3 separate regions of the Mus musculus genome follow, and regions 1 and 3 are each linked to region 2. The links are chromatin contacts, called in public Hi-C and HiChIP or PLAC-seq maps. All regions are on one chromosome and are shown on one strand. Each heading gives the region's core, a stretch centred on a gene start, on an enhancer-like site or on the middle of the called end of the contact. The rest is flanking DNA. Distances are from core to core; before and after follow the strand shown. Region 1 holds the start of Tedc1 (tubulin epsilon and delta complex 1). Region 2 overlaps Gm30298 (a long non-coding RNA gene). Region 3 holds the start of Pacs2 (phosphofurin acidic cluster sorting protein 2).

Evidence for each region. Hi-C and Micro-C count contacts between places; a contact is called where the count stands out from the background. HiChIP or PLAC-seq counts read pairs in DNA pulled down with a chosen protein or histone mark.
Region 1: a contact with region 2 is called in a Hi-C map of neutrophils, with 5 times the contacts expected there. The contact joins the promoter of Tedc1 here to the enhancer-like site in region 2. A contact is called at or near these places in 6 of 39 promoter capture datasets (cranial neural crest, embryonic stem cells, frontonasal cranial neural crest and 3 more), 1 of 484 Hi-C or Micro-C datasets (neutrophils), 3 of 115 datasets of contacts at active chromatin or transcription factors (microglia, pancreatic cancer cells and thymic regulatory T cells) and 2 of 9 other capture datasets (adipose tissue and liver).
Region 3: an H3K4me3 HiChIP or PLAC-seq map of bone marrow-derived macrophages shows a contact between it and region 2, with 2.1 times the contacts expected there. The contact joins the promoter of Pacs2 here to the enhancer-like site in region 2. A contact is called at or near these places in 7 of 39 promoter capture datasets (cranial neural crest, embryonic stem cells, maxillary cranial neural crest and 3 more) and 2 of 115 datasets of contacts at active chromatin or transcription factors (bone marrow-derived macrophages and pancreatic cancer cells).

The regions. Positions count from the first base shown.
Region 1 is chr12:113,154,587-113,158,443 of GRCm38.p6, reverse strand. It overlaps Tedc1 (tubulin epsilon and delta complex 1), which reads right to left and starts at 2,023. Exons shown (of 8, transcript NM_134041.3): 1 at 1,873-2,023; 2 at 1,691-1,769; 3 at 1,081-1,283; 4 at 717-866; 5 at 277-375. The coding sequence starts at 2,007.
Region 2 is chr12:112,691,266-112,695,081 of GRCm38.p6, reverse strand. Gm30298 (a long non-coding RNA gene) reads right to left here. Exons shown (of 7, transcript XR_003950268.1): 1 at 1,238-3,816. Among named protein-coding and RNA genes, the nearest start is that of Gm30298, 3.5 kb to the right of the region's middle. Within about 2 kb of position 1,456, at least 409 of the 459 cell types and tissues checked have an H3K27ac peak or open chromatin away from gene starts, as enhancers often do. A contact at or near this core is called in adipose tissue, bone marrow-derived macrophages, liver and 6 more, where this site is marked.
Region 3 is chr12:113,012,317-113,015,856 of GRCm38.p6, reverse strand. It overlaps Pacs2 (phosphofurin acidic cluster sorting protein 2), which reads right to left and starts at 1,349. Exons shown (of 24, transcript NM_001081170.1): 1 at 1,175-1,349. The coding sequence starts at 1,293.

The DNA.
Region 1 (3,857 bases), core at 774-3,273, 460 kb before region 2:
CTAGCCCCAGGCTCTGAAGGACAGCCGGCCTGCTCACACTCAGGCTTTCCTACCTCCAGATACGTCAGGTAGAACTAGAGGTTCATCTCAGACCTGACAGCAGTGTTTTCCCATTCCAGTGGTCCCCTTCCGGAACCCCAACTGTGACACTAGCCACCCACAGTAACAAACGACAGTGATTGGCTGTCAAAGCCTAACACCAGCCGGGTATTTCCCCAACAGACCAAACACCCTGCCATGAGGCAGCGCCCACTGCAGCACCCTGCCAATCCTCACCTGCTGACCGCTCTCTGGATCTCTAAGCATCTCTGTTTCGGCAACAGAAAGATGGCCAAGGCTCTGTTGGCTGTGGCATCCCTGCGTGTACAGGTGGATCTGTAATAGGTAAAATAGCCAGGCTGGGGAGTAGCTCCCAGCAAGATCTTTCAGCCGAATATGGGCACCTTTAGAGACCACTTATAACCAGAAAGGACAGAGCTGGGCTCAGGATACCCCAGTAATACTGGGGGCAGAGGCTGCAGAAGGGCACCAGACAACTTCACCGAGGGCTTCCACACCTTGCTCACCAGGACACAGGTAAAGCACGGTCCGTCCCTGCTTGTAAAGGTCAGAGTTGGGATAAGCCCAGCAGTCCAGTGGTCCAATAGTGGTGACAGAGATGGACCCCAGGGAAAGGCAGCCTGGGCACAGGGTGAAGAGCCATGTGCCTGTATTACCTTGCTGAGGAGGATACACTGCTCCTGCTGACTAGAGATCAGGCATCGCCACCTAAACCGCAGCCTTCCCATCAGCCATTCCACTAGTCGGAGATCCACGGGGCTCTTTGGTTCCACAAAGGGTGCAGGAGGACCAGGACTGGTTGGGGCCTCACAGTAGAGAGGGAACAAGAGTCAGCCCTGCTATACATCCCATATCTCGAGGAAGGACCAGGACAGGGAAGCTGTACTACTGACGTACATCCTCAGCTTCAAAGCTGGATGAGAACCACACCAAGGGCAAATACCACATGAGCTGGAAGCCCGGAGAAATCCACGGGTTCTGGGCAAAGCAGGGCTCTGACACCCTCAATTACATACTCACCTCCCACTGGGGCAACTGGTCACCCAGCTGCACACGGGTCTGGGCAAGCAGCTGCTCAAGCAAGGGTCCTCGGGCGAGGAGCCAAGACAGGGCCAACAGCAGTTCCCGGCTTCCCTGAGAACTGCCGTCTGGAAATTGTAGCAGCACAGACCTGGGGTAGCCTTGGGAGCCCAGTGCTGATTTCACCACACAGGCTTGGGCCTCTGGAGTGGGAAATGATCAGATCAGGGGGTGCTAACCTGGAGATTTCACCTGGATCCCTCTGGGGACCTGAGAGCACCCCCTAAGCTTAGAACCTGCTAAGCGTGGACTAAGGAGGCGAGATCTGAGAGTCTATGAGGAGGCAAAGTGATAACCAACGGGCAGGATTTCTGTGAGTGGTTGGCCAGTCTCAGCGTTTCACTGGAGTGATAAAGCCACTACTACCCAGGTAAGCGTGGTAAAGGCTAGTGGGAACTTATACTAATGGAAGTGGGCGCAACAGCGAGAGGAGCAGGTGCCTGCAGGAAGGGAGGAAACAACAGAGGAGCTTTGATGGGGCGGGACTTGGTGGGTTAAGACAAAACTACAATAGCCTTGGGGAGCGGCTTTCTGAGAGGGCGGGGCTTACCTGGGGCAAGGTCGGTCCAGGTATTGTTTGCAGCAAGCGGTGAGAGCACGCGCAAGAGAAGCTGCCAGAGCACTGGAGCCTGAAGCAAACGAGGAGTTTGTAGTCAGCGGGTATCAGGTGTCACCTACATCAGCCCAGGCAACGCCTGCCCCGACCCCGACCGCCTACTCGAATAGCCTCACCGCCTCAGGTCGATCGAACTTGGCGCGGCGGAAGATTTCTGGGCTGGGCCCAGCAGGCAGGCACCGACTCAGCGCGGCGACAGCCTCAGGCAGGGCCCGGGCAGCCCCTTCCACCCGGCTCCGCCGCCGCCGCATACAGCCAGCACTAGACAGCCTCGGATTGCCCGCTCGGGACCCCGACCAATCACAGTTCCGGATGAGGCCCGCCTTCTCCCCTCAGGCCCAATGAACGATGACTCTGGCGTTTGAGTGCCTACCAGTCTATCCCGTAGGCAGGCACTTCCGGGGTCGGGGGCGGGGATTGGAGGTGCCAACTCCGTTGGAACTCACCAATCAGCACCTCGACTTATCAACCGCCTTAGCAACCCCGGGCTAGGGAAGCGCGAGGCTGGAGGGCGCGCATGCGCCCGAGGTGTTCCCTGGAGGAGCGGAGGAAGGAGCAATGTGGCTCCACCCAGCCACGAAGGGAGTGTCTCTGCGAAGCCGCCCTGGAAGGAACCCGCCGCCAGGGGTCGCCAGGCCTCCGCGAGAAGCAGCTGAGCCCTGCGAAGTGGGTGGGGAGTTCCGGGGGCCACGTCGCCAGAAGTCTCTTCGGAAAGCCATCCTCCCTCTCATGTACAGCCAGCCCCAGACTTCCTTGTCCCCATATTCATTCTTCCTCCAGCCACTAGAAGAGCAGTTTTTAAGGAAAATTCTCCACTTCATAAAAGGGTGCGGCCCTCTCTTTTAAGGTTGAACTTAGTTTTGCACTCAGCCCTTCAGGAGCAATCTTGGTAAGCTTTGAGAATCCCGCAAGGATTCACAGTAGCTACATGACAATGGCAGAATGAACCCAGAGTGCAACCTGATGCACGGGGAAAGACATGCAGTCGGCAACTATCCTCCGCAACCGGCATGAGCCTACTACGTGGCTACAACCTAGGTGAAGCCAGAGCAGCCTCTGTGGGAAGCCGGATGCGAAAGATCACATTATGTGCGCCAGTGCGTGTGGAGGAGGGCCGGACAAAGGCCGGACGCTGCCAACGGTGATCCAGAGACAAGCCTGTAGGCGACGAGTGGCAGGAAGAATTGCTGGGGCGAGACCTGAACGCTCGAGCGGACACAAACTAAGCTTTGTGCCCTCGATGTCGCCACCAAAAATAGTTGGAGCAGCGGACAGACAGTACTGCGTGTACTCTGCATCTCAAAGCTAGGAAAGAAGAGGCAGGTGGAGAGGGAGAGGGTGCGGTGCGGAAAAGGAAAGTGAGGTGAGAGGGAGGGGCAGAGCTGTCCCTTGGCACCTGCCAGTTTAACGGCGGTCTACAGGATGGCCACGCCCTCCGGAAGTGCGGAGACTGCGGGCTCACCTTTACCTTGACCCTCCCTGTGTTTTGCTGCAGACCTTCCTCTGCTCATCTGGATACCTTCAGCTATTCTGCCTCAGGGTCTCCTCCTTCCTGGCCCCTTGCCACACAGCAAATGGCCTCGCCCAGCTAGTTTCTACCTGCTCTTCCTGCCCTCGCTTCAGAGCCATGCTATACTGCACACCTTAAACACGAAGCGCCCTGAAAAGCACAAAGACTTGAGTTCTTGTCTACTGTGCCAAGGAACTCCTGATACACCCTTATGGAACTCTCTGCCGCTTAGGCTTCTTTGCAATACTATACACTTCCCTCACCTGACCTGCTCATTCCTACAGGCCTCTCAGGTTGCTGGAGGCCCAAGTCTACTCCAGTTGAGAGACGTGGATCTGGGCTCGAGGGGCTGGAAGTATGAGGAAGACAGGGGCCTTAAGGGTGGAAGACAACAGGGGAAAGTGAGTTTCTGCCCTTCACCCATACATCTCTTCCAGGTCCTCTGCAGGTCTGGTTGGACACCAAAGATACCCTCACCCCTCCTAGTAGGAAACTAATACCGAAGGTGGGCTTCTTCTACTCCATACTGTGGTCACCTCAAACACTATGGCCTCCACCTATTGAAATTCCAGAATCACCCAACAATACACA
Region 2 (3,816 bases), core at 207-2,706:
ACCAATTAGAACCAACTGGGGGCAGGGAACGGAAGCGTCTTACATGTGGGATCCTCATGTAATATTTTGGGAACCCAATTAACACAATACAAGCAATTAACCAAATCCACAAAACGTATCTATTCACTCCAGACAGGACACCAACAGACCTCAGAAACCATTCCACCCACATCCAGGTTGGTAAGCCAATTCATTTTAGAGGAGTTACTTATAGGAACATGGGTAAATTAAAGGCAGCTGAATAATCAAGACAGCCCAGCAAAGCATGGGTGACCACTCCAACACCTTCATCCCAGGAGCTTCCTGCCCAACCTGCACACGACTCCATCAAGAGTCCTCTTTCCCCAGAAATTACTCATAGTTTACATAACCAGGAGGAGGAGGCCTTTTGAGTCTTACAATTTTATGAGTCTTGTATGTTTCATTAGCTTAGGAGTCTCCTTCCTCCCTGTGTGTGTGTGTGTGTGTGTGTGTGTGTGTGTGTGTGTGTGTGTGTGTGTGGTGGGGTGTTTCAGTTTGGAGAAAATAGCTACACACCATGCTGGTGCAGCTGGACTGTTGAGGTCCCATCAGATACACCAGCCTCAAACCAATGCACTGATTCAAAACGCTATGTGAAACCCGTTATACACCTACTCACTCACACACCTACGTGTGCCTCCATGCACCCACAGCTCGTCAGTACACCTATCCACCCACCCACCTACACGCTGAACCTTTATTCATATCCTATAGTTAACCGACTGAAGGCAAATGTGCGGGCGACATGGTTAAATTTACTGTTTGGAAAGAACTGGAGAAAGAAGAGGCATAGGGACTCTGGATGCAGCTGTGGGTATAGAGCTGAAGGAACTGATTGCAGAGATGTGAGGGAGGTGTTGACTGTCAGACATGGTATCTGGGGATGTGATGCTTTTCAGGATCTCTCAGTCCACGACTAGCTGTCACGGAGCTCAAAAGCCGCATAGCTTTTCTCCTAGACCTCATGTGATTTTGCCTCTGGGGATAGGGTCAGAATTCTTTTCCACAGCAATCTTTTTACTGTGGAGAAGCCACATGCTTCTGAACTTCCTGTCAGCTGTCTGCAACATCATGGTGAGGACCTGGTAAGTCTACAGCAGCTCCTCTGTCTTAGGTTCTGCTGTCACAATGGTGGTCTCAGCATCCCATCGACAGGGAAGCAACCATTAATTCTATGGATCGCCTTCCTCCCTCCCTCATTTCCACAGCTACGCACAATGAGGTGTCAGGCCCTCCTAACAGCTCTGCAGACACAAAGCTGAACACATCCCACGAGGACCCCGCCCTCGCGGACGCTCCAAGGCACGAGTGACTAAAGGAGGCACGGGTCGAGCAGGAACCAGCTTCTCCAAGGCTCGCGCTTCCACCCGGCGTTCCTGGCGGCCACACTGCCCGGAGGCCGCGTGACGCCAGAACGCGGGGCGTGAGGAGTGCGCCTGCGCGAAGGGGCTGCGCGTGCGCAGCGAGTGTGCAGAAGGCCGGGAGTGTTCAGGGTCGTGAGGTGGAACTCTACCGCTGTCGCCACGGTGTCCTGGCGAGTGCTGCGCCGGCTCTGTCCGGCGGAAGTTGCCGGTCGGTGCGAACGAGCGTCCTTTGGTCACAACTGGCTCTGGTGTCAGCCGAGGCTGCTCCCTTGATCCATCCAGGAGAGACAAGGACCCACGTCTGAGTGCCGAAGGGCAGAGGCATAGGGCTGCGCTTCGCGGGTGATTGTTCCCCTATAAGGGCCCTGCCTCCCCTGGCTCCCGGGCCCCAGACTCCTAAAGCTCCTCTGGTCCCAAGCTCCCTAGATCCCCAAGTCCTAACTACTTTTCTAGACCCCAGTTTCTCAGACCCTAAAACTCTAAGATCGCTGGCTGCCTAGAATCTTAAGTCTTCAGAGTATCTGGCCTCCAGCTTCCCAGACTCTCAGTCCTTAAGGTCCCCCAAACCCCCAGCTTCTCAATATCCCAAGCCATAAGGACTCAGGCCTGCAGCTTCCAAGCCTTAAGACAGTCGAGAGGACAGTTCCTTCGAGAGAATAAGACAGTGCAAAGGTGAAGGCTCCCTGCCCCCCTTGGATCTTTGAGAGGTCCATTTCGGAGTACCCCTAGAGGAAGGGTAGAACTTGTCGCAAGGGAAGAATGGGTGTCCCTAAGAAGAGTCAGAGCAGGCCCCCAGAGAGCCAGGTCTGAGGCCCAGGGATGCCTATGAGAGAGGAGACTGAATAGAGTGAAGTACCAGGAGTAGCTGCTGGTTGGTGGGAAGAAACCAAGGAGCCTGAGAAGAGTACAGGGAGTGAGGGAGGTTCTGCTTCACTGGGTGACAGGGTGCTGGTTCTGGAGTGGGTCTGCTGGAGCTTGGGAGAAGCCATCTTGAAGTGGAGCAGAGCCCAGAGTAGCTTTACTCCATGTTCCAGACACGGATACCTGAGGCCACCTGGAGAATGGGTTGGAAGCAGCCAAGAGAACCCAAAGCAAAACGGAATGAGTACAGCCAGCCCTGCTTGTGGTGAGCGTGGGGCAGGGAATCTGTTACAGCCACTCATCCACTCATCATGTCCAGCCTGGCCACAGGAGGGTGCAGAACCAGGAGAGGACCCAACACTGCCACAGAGATTTGCACACAAGGGTTGTTAGATGATGTGTGCATTCTAACACGTGACATTGCTCATCCCAATGGTCATAGCTAGGGCTGTACCTTGACCACCTACCATCTCACACCAAAGGATTAGAGTACCTAGGAAGCCCTTTAAAAACCCAAAGGACTAAGAAGTTCTTTAAAAACTCAGTAAGAAAGTTGGTTGTAAGAGCTGAACCAAGTTGATCCAGACAAAATACAAATGATCCGTGAACCTAGAAAAAAGATGCTCACATACTGAGAGAAATGACCACAATGGCGAACTATCATATTTAGAAATTTCCTGATTTGCTAAATGTAGTCAGGGCTGCAGGGAAACAGAGAATGCCCCTTGCATAGGCAGTTTGGCACCCTCTGAGGGAATTGTAAGTGCCTTCTCCTTAGGCCAGCCATCCTACTTTTGGGAGTTGGGTACCCATAGTGCTTCAGTGCCATTTAAGAATATTTGTTACAATTGCTTACAGTCAGAACTGGAAGTTGCCCAGATGCCCAGCACTGAGAGACGTGATAACTTAATAAATGTGTGCTGGAATAAGCCCACTGTGACATGCTACAGGAGTGAGAAAATGAAAGGACTGGGTGGAGAGAGAGCTCTGAGGTAAAGTGCTTGCCTTATAACAGTGATGGCCCAGATTCAGTCAGAACTTAAAGCAGGCACAGTGACACACTGTGATCTAGCATGGAGGAGATAAAGACAGGTGGGTCTCAGAGTTTGACAGCCAGCCTAGCCTACTGGAAGCCCCAGGCTAGAGAGCGCCCACATCACAAACAACAGTAAAACAAGGAGGGATGGCTGGGGGGGGGGTGTCACCTTGAAGTGACTGGCCTCCACATGTGCACACATACACAGGGACAAGGGATCGTTTGTGTGAAAGAAAAGCAAGGTGCACATACCACATCTGATGATGTGCCACCTTTGGGTGTGGCACTGAGGGAGTTCTGTAAGCCTGTGCTGGCCAGCTTCATGCCAACCTCTACACAAAACAGAGGCAACTGGCAAGAGGGAATCTTTTGTTTTGCTTTCCCAGACAGGGTTTCTCTGTGTAGCCCTAGCTGTCTTGGAACTTGTCCTGTAGACCAGCTGGCCTTGAACTCAGAAATCTGCCCACCTCTGTCCTGGCTCCCAAGTGCTGGGATTAAAGTTATGCACCACCACCATGAGGCAGGAAAGAGAAT
Region 3 (3,540 bases), core at 100-2,599, 320 kb before region 2:
AACAGAAGAGGGAGGGAGAAAGAGAAAGGCTGACTGGTGTATGGGGTGGGGGGCATGGGGACCCTTGGCTCTCATTAAGGGAACTCAGAGACTGCTAAAGGAATTCAAGGGCCAGTGTGAAGTCTCAGGGCAATGCTGTAGAGAGCCAGAATTAAGTGTGGAGATCAGTTCATCTCTCCCTCCCCCCACCCTGCTTTAGGGGCCTGGGAGATGCTCCCACTGAGGCAAAAGCTGACCCTCAGGTCTCAGTCCTCCAGATGCCCCTCAGATCCATCCTTCCTTTCCCAAAGCCACAGACAGACCCAGAGGGCCTTGTGCATTCTAGAAGGGTAAAACCACTATCTAGTGGCCTCTGTACCCCCAACACCACACTCAGAGGCCTGCTGAAAGAACACAGAAAGTTCCCCTTCTCCTTCCTAGCATCTCTCTACTCAGATCCCCCTCCAGGGCACACTGTCCAAGTTCTGTGCCTGGAAGGCTCTTTGGTGATAAGGCCACTTTCCCTGACTCCCCAGAGGGAAGCCTGGAGCGCCCTCAACCTGGTGTCTAGAGTTCCTCTTTTCTCTCACTAGCTGAAGCTCCCGAGTAGGAGCCAAGTCAAGAAATCACAAAAGTTTCAAGCTGGGCACTAGAATGGGAAGCTGTAGTCCACACAGAGATGGGTGGCCACAGTGTCCGCCCAGCGGGTAAATTTTGTCTAACCCTTTCCACGGGGCGAGGAGGAGGTCGCCTACCCAGGGGAGAAAGACCAGGCTTGTGCAACGGCAAAATTAACAGCTCCAAGCAAAGAGTACAACGGTCTCGGGAGCTCTCGTCACAACGCCGGACACAAGGCCGACAGGTGAAGAGAGCGCAGACCTCACCCGCAGGGTAGATGGAGAGGAGACAGCGGCGTGTCCCGGGAGCCTCAGGCCCAGGCCTCTGGGGTGTGACAGTGCCGCTGCACGCCGGAGGAGAGCTGTGGCACTAGCCGAGAGCTCCACCGCCTGAGGTCCGCTGCGCAGCCCGGCCCGGGACGCAGGTGTCAAGGTGCGGGCAGAGCACCGGCCGGGCGAGCCACAGGCCCGCTGCCCCGCCCCGGCCCTCGCCTTGCAGTCACCCGCGCGCGCTCGGGGGCGCGGGGTCCCGGCCCGCAGGCAGGTGCGCGCGGACAAAGCGCAGCACGGGGGCGTACCTGGGCACGCAGCTGGGGCTGGAGCCGTCCACCTCCCAGGTGGCAAACAGGTTCATGGGCACCGGAGTGTTGAGCGCTCCGGGCGCGCCGGGCAGGCCGAGGCGGCCCCGCTCGGCCATGGCGCCGGCCCCGCCGTCCCTCGGCGGCCTGGGGCTGCGCCGGGCCGCGGGAGCGCGGCGGGCGGGCGGGCCGGGCGCGCGGAGGGCGGCGGCGCGGTCACATGGCGCCGGCGGGCGGCGGGAGTCCGGCAGGCCCGCGGGCGGTGTCCAGGCTGCGCCCGCGCCCCGCCCCCTGCCGCACCGCGCCGCCTATTGGTCGACGGGGCAGGGCTCGCGCGGCGCACCCAATCACCGCCCACCGGAAGTGAGGCGCGCGCCCCAGGGCGTCTCCGGCGCCCAGCCGCGGGAGCGAGCGCGCGCGGCGGCGCACAGGCTGTGCCCCTCTCAGGGACTCAGGCGAGCGACGTGATGGCTGCGGGAGTGACCAGGTCTACGAACCCCTCACGCTCCCTGCGGCGGACCGCGGGCCTAGGGACGTGACCATGTATCCCGGTGACTCTCATCCGGTTGCCATCCTGCGTGTCCCCGCACAGGCCCCTAAGGCCTGGCTCTCGCACTCTGTAGGCCCCACCCACCCTTATTCCTTGAGGAGTTTCAGCCACCATCTGTCCTCCCTAGCTGCCCCATCCAGCAACCTCCGCCCATCCAGCCTCCTCCTATATTCAGCAGTGCTTTATTTATTTATTTTTAAGTTTTTCTCAAGAGCATCTCAAATATTTGGTACAGGGTGCATTCTCCCTTGCTCGCAGTGAACTTGGGCCAATAGGAGGGGCGGGTGGCCGATCAGACTGCAGGGCCCAGTAGGCAGGGGATTCCAGGCATGGCCTGGAGAAGGCCGGCTAGGCTCTGGGCCTCAGGAAGAAGCTCTCAGTGGCAGATGTCCCTCCCCCTCTTTTTGGCTGTCTTTGGTCAAAGTCAACAAATTTAGGGAAAAGCTTTTCTGGCATGTCTTGTTTCTTTGTATCCACGGCTTTACACAATTGCCTTTCTCCCGCTAGGTTCCATGTCTTATTATCTTCTAGTAAGCTTATTGAAACAATTCTAACTCAAATCAATCTGACCTGGCTGTCCCTCCTTGCCCTTCAGGTTTACCCAATAGTCCTGTTTTCTGCCTTTCTTCCCAGGAAGGCATTGTGGGGGTGGTCCCTCCTCTGCTATGACACCCCAACCCCTTGCCATCTACATTTGGAGCTCCTCTGCCAGAGGCAGCCTCCTGCTGTAACTCCAGGATGGGAGCTGCAAACAGCTGCAGCTGCTTAAAGCCAGAGTCTGCTTTGAAGAGAACAAGGGGACCTGTGTTTTCCTCATGTTCCTCACTCGCTGGGGTGGTAAAACAAAGTCCAGAGGGTCTGTCAGTCTGTGGCCAGCTGAAATGAATATTGTCTGACATTGCAGCCCTATTGGGGCCAGTAGTAAGGCTTGTACCTAGGAAACCAGAGGCTGTGTTCACCGAGCTTCATCAGCCTTGGTGGACAGGCTGCCTTTGATTGGAAGCAAAAGACAAGCATCCACTGACCTCAGCAATTGGCAGACAGCGCTGGGGACAGACCAAGGGTGCATTTGCAGGCAGAAGAATGGGCTGTCTGATGAGTTGTGTCTGTGTGCGCCAGGCAGGCATTGCAGCCAGGGTCAAGGGAGGAAATAAGAGTGACCAAGCTGTGCATACCGGGGCATGGCACCAGTGGCCTTGGTTGAGCTGTGCCATCTTGTACTGGACACCATTGTAGGTTCTCAATGAATATGACATATATCTGCCCAGCCTCACTTTAGATGGAAGGAAAGTGAGACACATGCTGTCTGCACTTTCTAAGGGAAGGGGGGGGCTGTTAAGGTAGGTCATGGGGACGGGTTAGTGGTGACCAGTGTTTTCCAAGTGACTAGATAGCAGTTTGAATCTGTTTCACCTGTTATTTGGATCTTTGGCCTCTGTATTTGAAAATAATGGCTGTCTCCATTCTCTTTTTGTAAACTGTAGGTCCTAAGACAACTTCCTTAAAAGCCAGGAAATGTGTCTTCCTGTGAACTAGGTGTGATGTGACTCCTACCCTTCTACATTTGTAGCATTCCCCTACCATGTTTCCTTTAAAATGGGAACTTAGTTCAGGATGAGCCTCGGTGGGCAACCGGGGTGACCGGGGAGAGGGCCCAAGGAGGGAGACCTCCGGAGCCCTGTAGTCCCAAGTCAGCACACATAAACCATGGTTAAGACCTGAAAACAAGCTGTCTGTTCAGCAGCAGGACACTTGTTTGTTGGGAGGAATTAAATTTGGGGTTCCAGAAAAGGCCTCGGGCATTGGCAGGAAGTAG